Linked DNA regions of Cydia pomonella: region 2 is linked to region 1. Evidence: chromatin contacts called from public Hi-C data. All regions are on one chromosome and are shown on one strand. Each heading gives the region's core, a stretch centred on a gene start, on an enhancer-like site or on the middle of the called end of the contact. The rest is flanking DNA. Distances are from core to core; before and after follow the strand shown.

Region 1 (3,800 bases), core at 1,113-3,612:
GCTTGTTGCTAGGCCTACATGAATAAAGTATATTTGAACTATACATTTTTGTAACTTGCTATGTAATTATTCTCATGTAAGCGATTTGGTGTATATTGTAAGTTTGTATTGAAAATGAAATAAATGAAATGAAATATGCAACATTCAATTAATTTTTATAACATTTTTTATAATTAACTATGCCGTTTAGTTTCCTTAAACGTATTTACCCATAGCCCGGTGTTAACGGAATTCAATAAAAACATGGTGTATACAATTTTCGAATATTGTAGCTATTGTAAATCGTAAGACGAATCATTCAATGCATATAGGCAATTAAAGTTGCTTCTTCCTATCATCCCTAATTCAGCCTTTTTTGGAATTAAATAACAACTAAAATCTTCAATATTGCTCACTCGTATCACTGCACATTTTAAAATACAGAAAAACCCAATTTGGCTTATACCCACAATATAAAGGCCCTTTTACACTCGACTAGTTCCTACGTGTAATTGGTTTATAAAACTTACTCGTCCGTCCGCGGTGGTGCATAAAGGATGGTTGACGACGGATCAGAAAACTGTCATTCTTCATTAAACTGTGTATTAGTTTAGGTGAGTTGACAGGCGAGTAAAAAAATAAACAGTGGTATACTGTGATGGCATACGTCAACAAAATCAATAATAACTTTGAGAGATTTGGTAAAGATTAAGTGTAGATTCAAAAAGTGGGTATAGTAAACACCCCTATAATGGAACAGGCACCAGTAATGGGATGGTATAGACAAATCCTGTAAAACAAGTATTTACCATAAGCTTTTAATCGCTGGCAACGTTTTACCATAAACAAGAACCATCGATTGGACATTCAACTTTTAAATCATAAAGCGGTAGAAGTTTCACAGAAGTCGTGAAATATCAAAAATACTCCAAATTTTCTCTTAAATGTCCCATGATTGGTGCCGTTAACATAAACACTTTAAGATAAAGTAAATGTTACGCATGTACCTACGCTGAAACATTTTATTAAAATACCTAGGTAAATCTTGCAAATGATGTCTTTAATGTTTTAGTGTCTGCCATAAGTTGAACATAAACAAGTATGACCATCCATCTTACCATCAGGTGACCCGTCTGATCGTTTGCCTTCTGTATCTTAAAAATAAAAAAATTACAATGGGCTATAATTTCATTAATCGTTAATCAAATAAATACTTATAGCAGATTTGTTTTGAATATATTTTGGGGACAATTTTGCACAGATCGATCTAGCCCCAAAGTAAGCAAAGTTTGTACTATGGGTACTAGGTGACGATATACATTATGTAGATAGGTATGTAAATATGTACATACTTAGATATACTTATAGATAACATATCCATAACTCAGGAATAATGTGATGAACACACAAATAAATGCCCTAACCAGACTACTTCCTTCCATCAGGCGGGCCGTATGCTTGTTTGCCACCGACGTAGTATAAAAAAAAGACTTCGAACCCGAGACCGCCTGCTTCGTAGGCGAGGTCACTAACGACTAAGTTAGGCGGCCGACATTTTCTTTTATTTATCCTTAAAGATTTACAAATGCGAAATTTTATAAGCATTTTTCACAATAAAGTTTCCACAAAAATTTAAGCCATTATTTTCATAAAAGAGGCCTCTTTCATCGGCCCCGCCGTCCCCTCGGCCTCGCGTCCGATCGCAATAAACATGTTTTTTGTTTCGCGTGTCCGCGCGCTGTCAAATATATTACAGCCCGCGGGTTATTTACTACCCTGTCCTCCGCCCATACATTATACTTAGTATCTTTGTTTGGACACAATAAGCAATATTTCTAAAGGGCCGACGTCACCCGCAGCTGTTGATATGGGTCCCCAAATTGACATATTTAATTTGATCGCTACGGAGGGTCCGGAACCCGTGTTTGACAGGTTTTAGTGTCGGATTAACATTAACGTTATAGACTTAGCGCTGTCAATGCTGTTAAATATCCAGAGCACCTAAAAGCGTCAAAGTTCGTGGAATGAAATCCCCTTTGAACTGAGCATAAAGAGACTCGTAAAAGTAAGTAGTTCCGAATGTGAAGCGATGACGCCGTAATAAACGCGATGTCGGGTAAAAACGCGCGGTGCAGCGGTCAGGTACGGCGGCGAGTCAAAGCGTCATGGGTGGCGAGCCGACACCCGCGCACGTCTCAATCCGCACCCGGCGAAGCCGCCTTTCCTTTTCACCCTACCGCAATGCAGCTATGTGTCGTTTCCGCTTTATTTTTTATCGCCGTACGCTGCAGCGGAGACGTCTGCCCCTCCCGCTCTGACAAAGCTCCTCTGTAGCTCTGACTCGCTCTGCCCGCGCGGGGGGCTAGGCGACTGGTGGGGCCTCGCTCACAGTCCTCGCAGCCGCCGCCACGATCGCACGCGTTCTCGCGCCGTGACAGAGTACTTGCCAGAGGCATTCCGTGATCGCAGTGAAGTTTACAAGTGATAGTAAAAGTTATAGCCAAATGGTGGTGCTTGAAGACGGAGGAATGATGGCTACTAATCCTAATCAATATTTACAGCCTGATTATTTGGCTCCGCTTCCGTCCTCTGTAAGTATTTTACTTAAATTGTTTTTTTTTCTACTAAATTTAAAAAAAACTTTAAAAATATAAAACATGAAAAATAAAACTGTATCTAGTATTAGGGTATCTAATGTTGGAAAAAATCTGCATAATATTGTTCAAAATGAAACTTATGTTATTTTTTCTTTGTTACAGTTGGACTCTAAGAAAAGCCCGCTTGCGCTTTTAGCGCAAACCTGCAGTCAGATTGGTGCGGACACAACCCCGTCCAAACCGCTGCTCCCGCCGCTCGACAAGAAGAAATCAGTGAATAGTGTTAGTGACACAGTTATTCGTTCATCACCAAACAGTATGAAACCGGACAAACCGCGTTCTACCCCGGACAACAAACATCTGGCTTTCAAACCTTATGAAGCCAATGTTGTGTCAAAGAAACCCGAGGAGCGCCCTTCATCTAAAGCTAGCTCCGACAGTTCGGACGACAAAAAATCAGGCAAGAGCACGCCTGGAAGGAAATCTACTCCACCATCCGGCGAAAATGGCAAAAATAGCCCATCCAATGAGCAGAAATCTTCACCCGCTGGCTCTTCAGGCACAAGCCCAATTATCCGATCTGGGTTAGAAGTTTTAGGACACGGAAAAGACCCGCTGGCAGCTTTCAAAAATCTGCCCGGATTATCTGGCTTCAATCCGCTTGCCGGCCTCTGCTGTCCTCCAGGGATGGAGCAGCATGCCAACCCTGCCTTCAGGCCGCCGTACGCCGGCGCTCCGTTCAGCGCTCACCACGCAGCCATGCTCGCTGCTGCCGCTGGATTCCCAGGATCATCCCCCAACCCGTACCTTGGCTACGCTAGAGTCAAAACGCCCGCCGGTGGAGAAACTCTAGTGCCAGTGTGCAAAGACCCCTACTGTACCGGATGCCAATTCTCAGTGAACAACCATCACCTCCTCATGAGCAACGGCAGCTGTCCCGCCGGGTGCACTCAGTGCGACCACCAAAAATACAACATCGCTATGGCGATGGCACTATCACAGCAAGGCGCCGCCGGCGGACTACCTTACCCGCAACTAAGCCGCCCGTACGTTTGCAACTGGATTGTCGGGGAATCTTACTGTGGGAAGCGATTTGGAAATTCTGAGGAGCTGCTGCAGCATTTGAGGAGTCATACGACGGACGGATCGACGCCATCGACGGTTTCCTCGTCACAGCCATCGCTGCTTAATCCCTTGAACCCGTTGTTTACCACAGCCGGCCTC
Region 2 (4,075 bases), core at 83-2,582, 420 kb before region 1:
TTGTTATTTTTATTTTCATTTAGTGTTTTTTGTATACATAGTGTATCCAGTTAACTGATTTGTCTTATTCTTTTGGTTAGCCCAAAAGTTCAAAACTTTAATGATCAGTCAAGTGTAAAAATATGGGTGTACACATCTTACTCAAAAATATGTCCCATAGCATCTTATTCCAGTGTAATAAGAGCGTAGTACCATATTTATGAGACGATTCTTTCGATACATATTTTTGCACTTGACTGAACAAAAATCGGTTTTTAAATCCAATTAATACTTTAAAGTTTTTTCTAAGATTAGAGTAGATTTATACCAGAAATCTTGTGACAAGACCGATCACTTAATATTTATGAAATGACGAAAAGCAGGTGGGGGATGAAGAACAAACAAAGCCCGGTACTTACGAAAAAAAAACCAATGGCAGCATTGCAATGTAGACGTTAAAATGTGATTTTATTTACAAAACTCAAAAGCAGAGGACTTGAAAGTATTTTTTTTACGAATCTACTTCCACGACATCAATTAAGAAGTTGAAGCTTTCTTGAAATATTTTTATTTTATTGACCGCAGCATTTCAAATTGCATGTCCGTTGATTCATTGCTTCGGTCGTTAATGCCAGTTCCTGTGCTCATTATTGTCTATTATCCATTCTTTTCGTAATTATCCAGTTTTACGACTCTGTTTACATTATCACAAAGAGTAATATTCTAGTTAGAATTGTATATGTCAGTGGTAAAGAACGACTAGTTATTAAAGTCATTGTTATGAGAAGTTATTGTAGCATTTATGTCCTGTTTCGCGATTTATTTGTTCAAGAATAATTTACGAGGGTGTATATCAAATTTGGAAACTTGAACAAAGAACGAGACTTTCTTTATGATGCGTGTTTTCGTGAGTTCAATGTTATTGTTTACGTATTCAAAGTTATTTTTAATTAATTAATCGTTTCTCGCCTCTTTGTTCTGTAATATCTTCAATATATTAACTAAGCTTAAGATTTAAAATTGATACTACTTTATATTATCTCCAGAACTAAAGTTTCAACATTTTAGTTTTACTTAAATCAGAACTAACTTTGCTAAAAGCTCTTAATGAAACTTACCGTGGTAGGTAAAGGCGACAGATAATCCGGCCGTAAATACTGATTGCTTGACGTGAGCATGTTGCCCCACAATCCGTTAGATTCCAGCTTAAAAGATTAATCACACACAACACTTCACTACACTAATCCGTCATATCCGTTCACAAATAGCACGTGCGTCTCGTTCGGCGGTCGGCAGCGGACTGAGCGCTTGGCCCCCCCCTTCCCTGACACCTTGTCACTCGTCGCCGCGCCATTTTTGCATTCTGTGTACTTTGCGGGAGCTTTGCCGTCTTATCCCCACCGCTGTTTGACACCCCGCTGGTCGCCCCGTCCCGCTCGCGCTTGGGAAAAATTTATAAGTCGTTTTCCCTCGTTTTGATGAAAGGATTATATAAAATATGCAACGCAGTCAAACGCTAGTGACGACAGAGATGCATCGCGGGGAAATTGAATGGGGTAATTTAGTTTTGAGCGGTTTGAGTTGCGGTTTAGCGCGGCTTTTTATTTGTTTTTTCGTAAAGTAAAATAGTTTCGTACAGCGAGATTTGAAGCTATATGCCAAGCTTATCTAAACTTAATTTAGGGTTGTTAAGATTATTTTCTTATTTAATCAACACCAAGTTGAGATTTGTTTAAAGAAAATTTGATTTGAAGTTCGAATTGATCTCCAAGGTGCACGCAAGCTACATTTTGTGATTTGAGGTAGGGCTTTCATATTTTTGTCTATACTTACAAACAATAGGTTTTTTTTGTCGAATATCTAATGATAAGCAATCCTAAATGTTTTATAACAAAATAAATACTCAAATTAGTCAATAAAATGGCTTATTCTTGCGTAAGCCAGGTAATAAGCAAAGCCAACCCTCATTTAAGACCACCGGCCGCGTTTTTAAAAAACGCACTTCACCACTTCCATTATTGACGAACCTGACTCATCGCAATTTCTGTAATCTAACAAAAGGGACTGTAAACAGTAATGATTCTCCAATTTTTGTTTGTAAAAATGCTTAACGAGGGTTCAACTTTAAAAAAAGAAAGTGACTTAACTGCCTTGTTATTTTTATGAATTAAGCTCTTTTGAAAATTGAAAGGATGATTGTAAAATATTTGGGTGGTCTTTGTTCTATGTTTAATGCTATCTATATTAAGGTTTTCTGTTTTCATGGATTTCTCACATTTTTAAATGACGGTTTAAGGATAATCTTGGTCTTAAATGATAGTCTTAGGGTCTCCCCAAACCAGTCGACGCGGAGTCGGCTTTCGCCGAGTGTTTTACACCACACTATTCGCATTTAGCCGATCGACCGTCTCCGCGGTTGGACACCTGCGTTTAGCAGTCTCATCCTCCTTGCGGCCGTAGAGACGCCCGATCGCCTGCGACTTGCTATCGCAACAGTTGTAAAGCGACGGTCGGCTCTCCCGTGCTCCGTCCTGCCGTCGAGACGTCAGACAGCACACGTACAGCCGTTGAGTCCGACGAACAGATGTAGGACAGCGGGTGATCGGCAATCGTAAATCTCATTTTTGGAGACTGGTTGTTAGTAACAACCTGAGTTTGAAATTGAACAGGCCTGTAAGATTATTTTCCTTGGTAATTGTTACATATTATATAATAACCTGTGATGATGGATATTTTACTTGCACACTTGATCACTATACTTAGAGTCAGACACGTCATATAAACACTTATATTTACCGACTAATATTATTAAATGTTCCTCCGTCATTATTACTTCCGTGTTGTCAGATCTATTGCAGATTTGAATGTGGGTAATAATTCAAATGAACAAATACAAACGCATCAGTAGCTACTTCGGCCGTCATCGGCTCTGTTCGGCCGTCGTCAGCTATGTTCGGCCGTCGAAGACGCTGAACGGCTTCCCCCGGCTCTGACCGGTCCTTATCGTAGGTACTCGGCCGTGATCGGAGCCGTTCAACTCTTTCCGGCACCGTACGGCGGTATAAGGAGATTTATGAATGCGAACGTGTGCGGTAGGCTGCAAACAGCGTCGTACGAATGCGAACAGCTTTACGGCAAAACGCCGTTTTCCCGTCGAAAGACGTCGTTTCGCGTGAGCCGAGCCGATTTACGACTTATTCGCTCTTATTGCGTTGACATAAAGCTTTTTCCGTACGCGATTTGCCGAAACGGCGTCGACTAGTTTGGGGAGACCCTTAGTTTTTTGCGGACTTACTACCTATTCGTGATATTTTAAGTTAGTACTTATTATGAAATATATTTTAAATTATAAGTTCAGTCTGAATTTACTAATCAACAGGAAAGCAACAATTTTAAGAAGGACTTTGAGATGACTTTTTTTTTATACTACCTCGTTGGCAAACAAGCATACGGCCCGCCTGATGGTAAGCAGTCACCGTAGCCTATGTACGCCCGCAACTCCAGAGGAGTCAAATGCGCGTTGCCGACCCCAAACCCGACCCCCCCTCGTTGAGCTCTGGCAACCTCTAATTTAATGACTAATTACTAATGGCAATGACTAATTTAATACATATCTTCTTTTGTTGATAATAATTCTAGGTACGTTTATATTATACGCATACGCACGAATGAAGAGTAGCTGTTTTCATAGTCATACATGTACAAGAGCTCTGATTTATTATTCTCAAAATCAAGTTTTAGTTCTACGAAGCTTCCACTTAGCGCAAGTCGTCAAGAGATGGCGCTAGTAGTAACAATAAATGATTACTATTATTTCACTTTTGCGGCACGTTTATGAAATTCTATCACTATTTAGTTAATTATATTGGGCGTATATAGACGGCGTGTTTATGACAGTAACTACAAAGGAAACTGATGAAATTATGATAATATTAAGCCTGCATGTAACACCAGCAAAATTAATTCTAAATTTAATTAACCTCTCATTTGCTTTGAGTAGCTGTAAGTTCTAGCCTTCGCCCTTATTACCGGGCAATAGAGTTCAAGAGGTTAAAACTCAATCCAATTATCATCGTGATTTTCAGGAAGGTATATT

Evidence for each region. A called contact is a pair of places that touch in the nucleus more often than the background predicts.
Region 2: a contact with region 1 is called in a Hi-C map of whole body, with 5 times the contacts expected there. The contact joins the promoter of LOC133520366 here to the promoter of LOC133520353 in region 1. A contact is called at or near these places in 2 of 2 Hi-C or Micro-C datasets (both in whole body).

What each region holds. Positions count from the first base shown.
Region 1 is chr8:1,285,519-1,289,318 of ilCydPomo1, reverse strand. It overlaps LOC133520353 (zinc finger protein Noc), which reads left to right and starts at 2,362. Exons shown (of 2, transcript XM_061854728.1): 1 at 2,362-2,570; 2 at 2,739-3,800. The coding sequence starts at 2,484.
Region 2 is chr8:1,701,465-1,705,539 of ilCydPomo1, reverse strand. It overlaps LOC133520366 (zinc finger protein Elbow), which reads right to left and starts at 1,332. Exons shown (of 2, transcript XM_061854746.1): 1 at 1,098-1,332. The coding sequence starts at 1,157.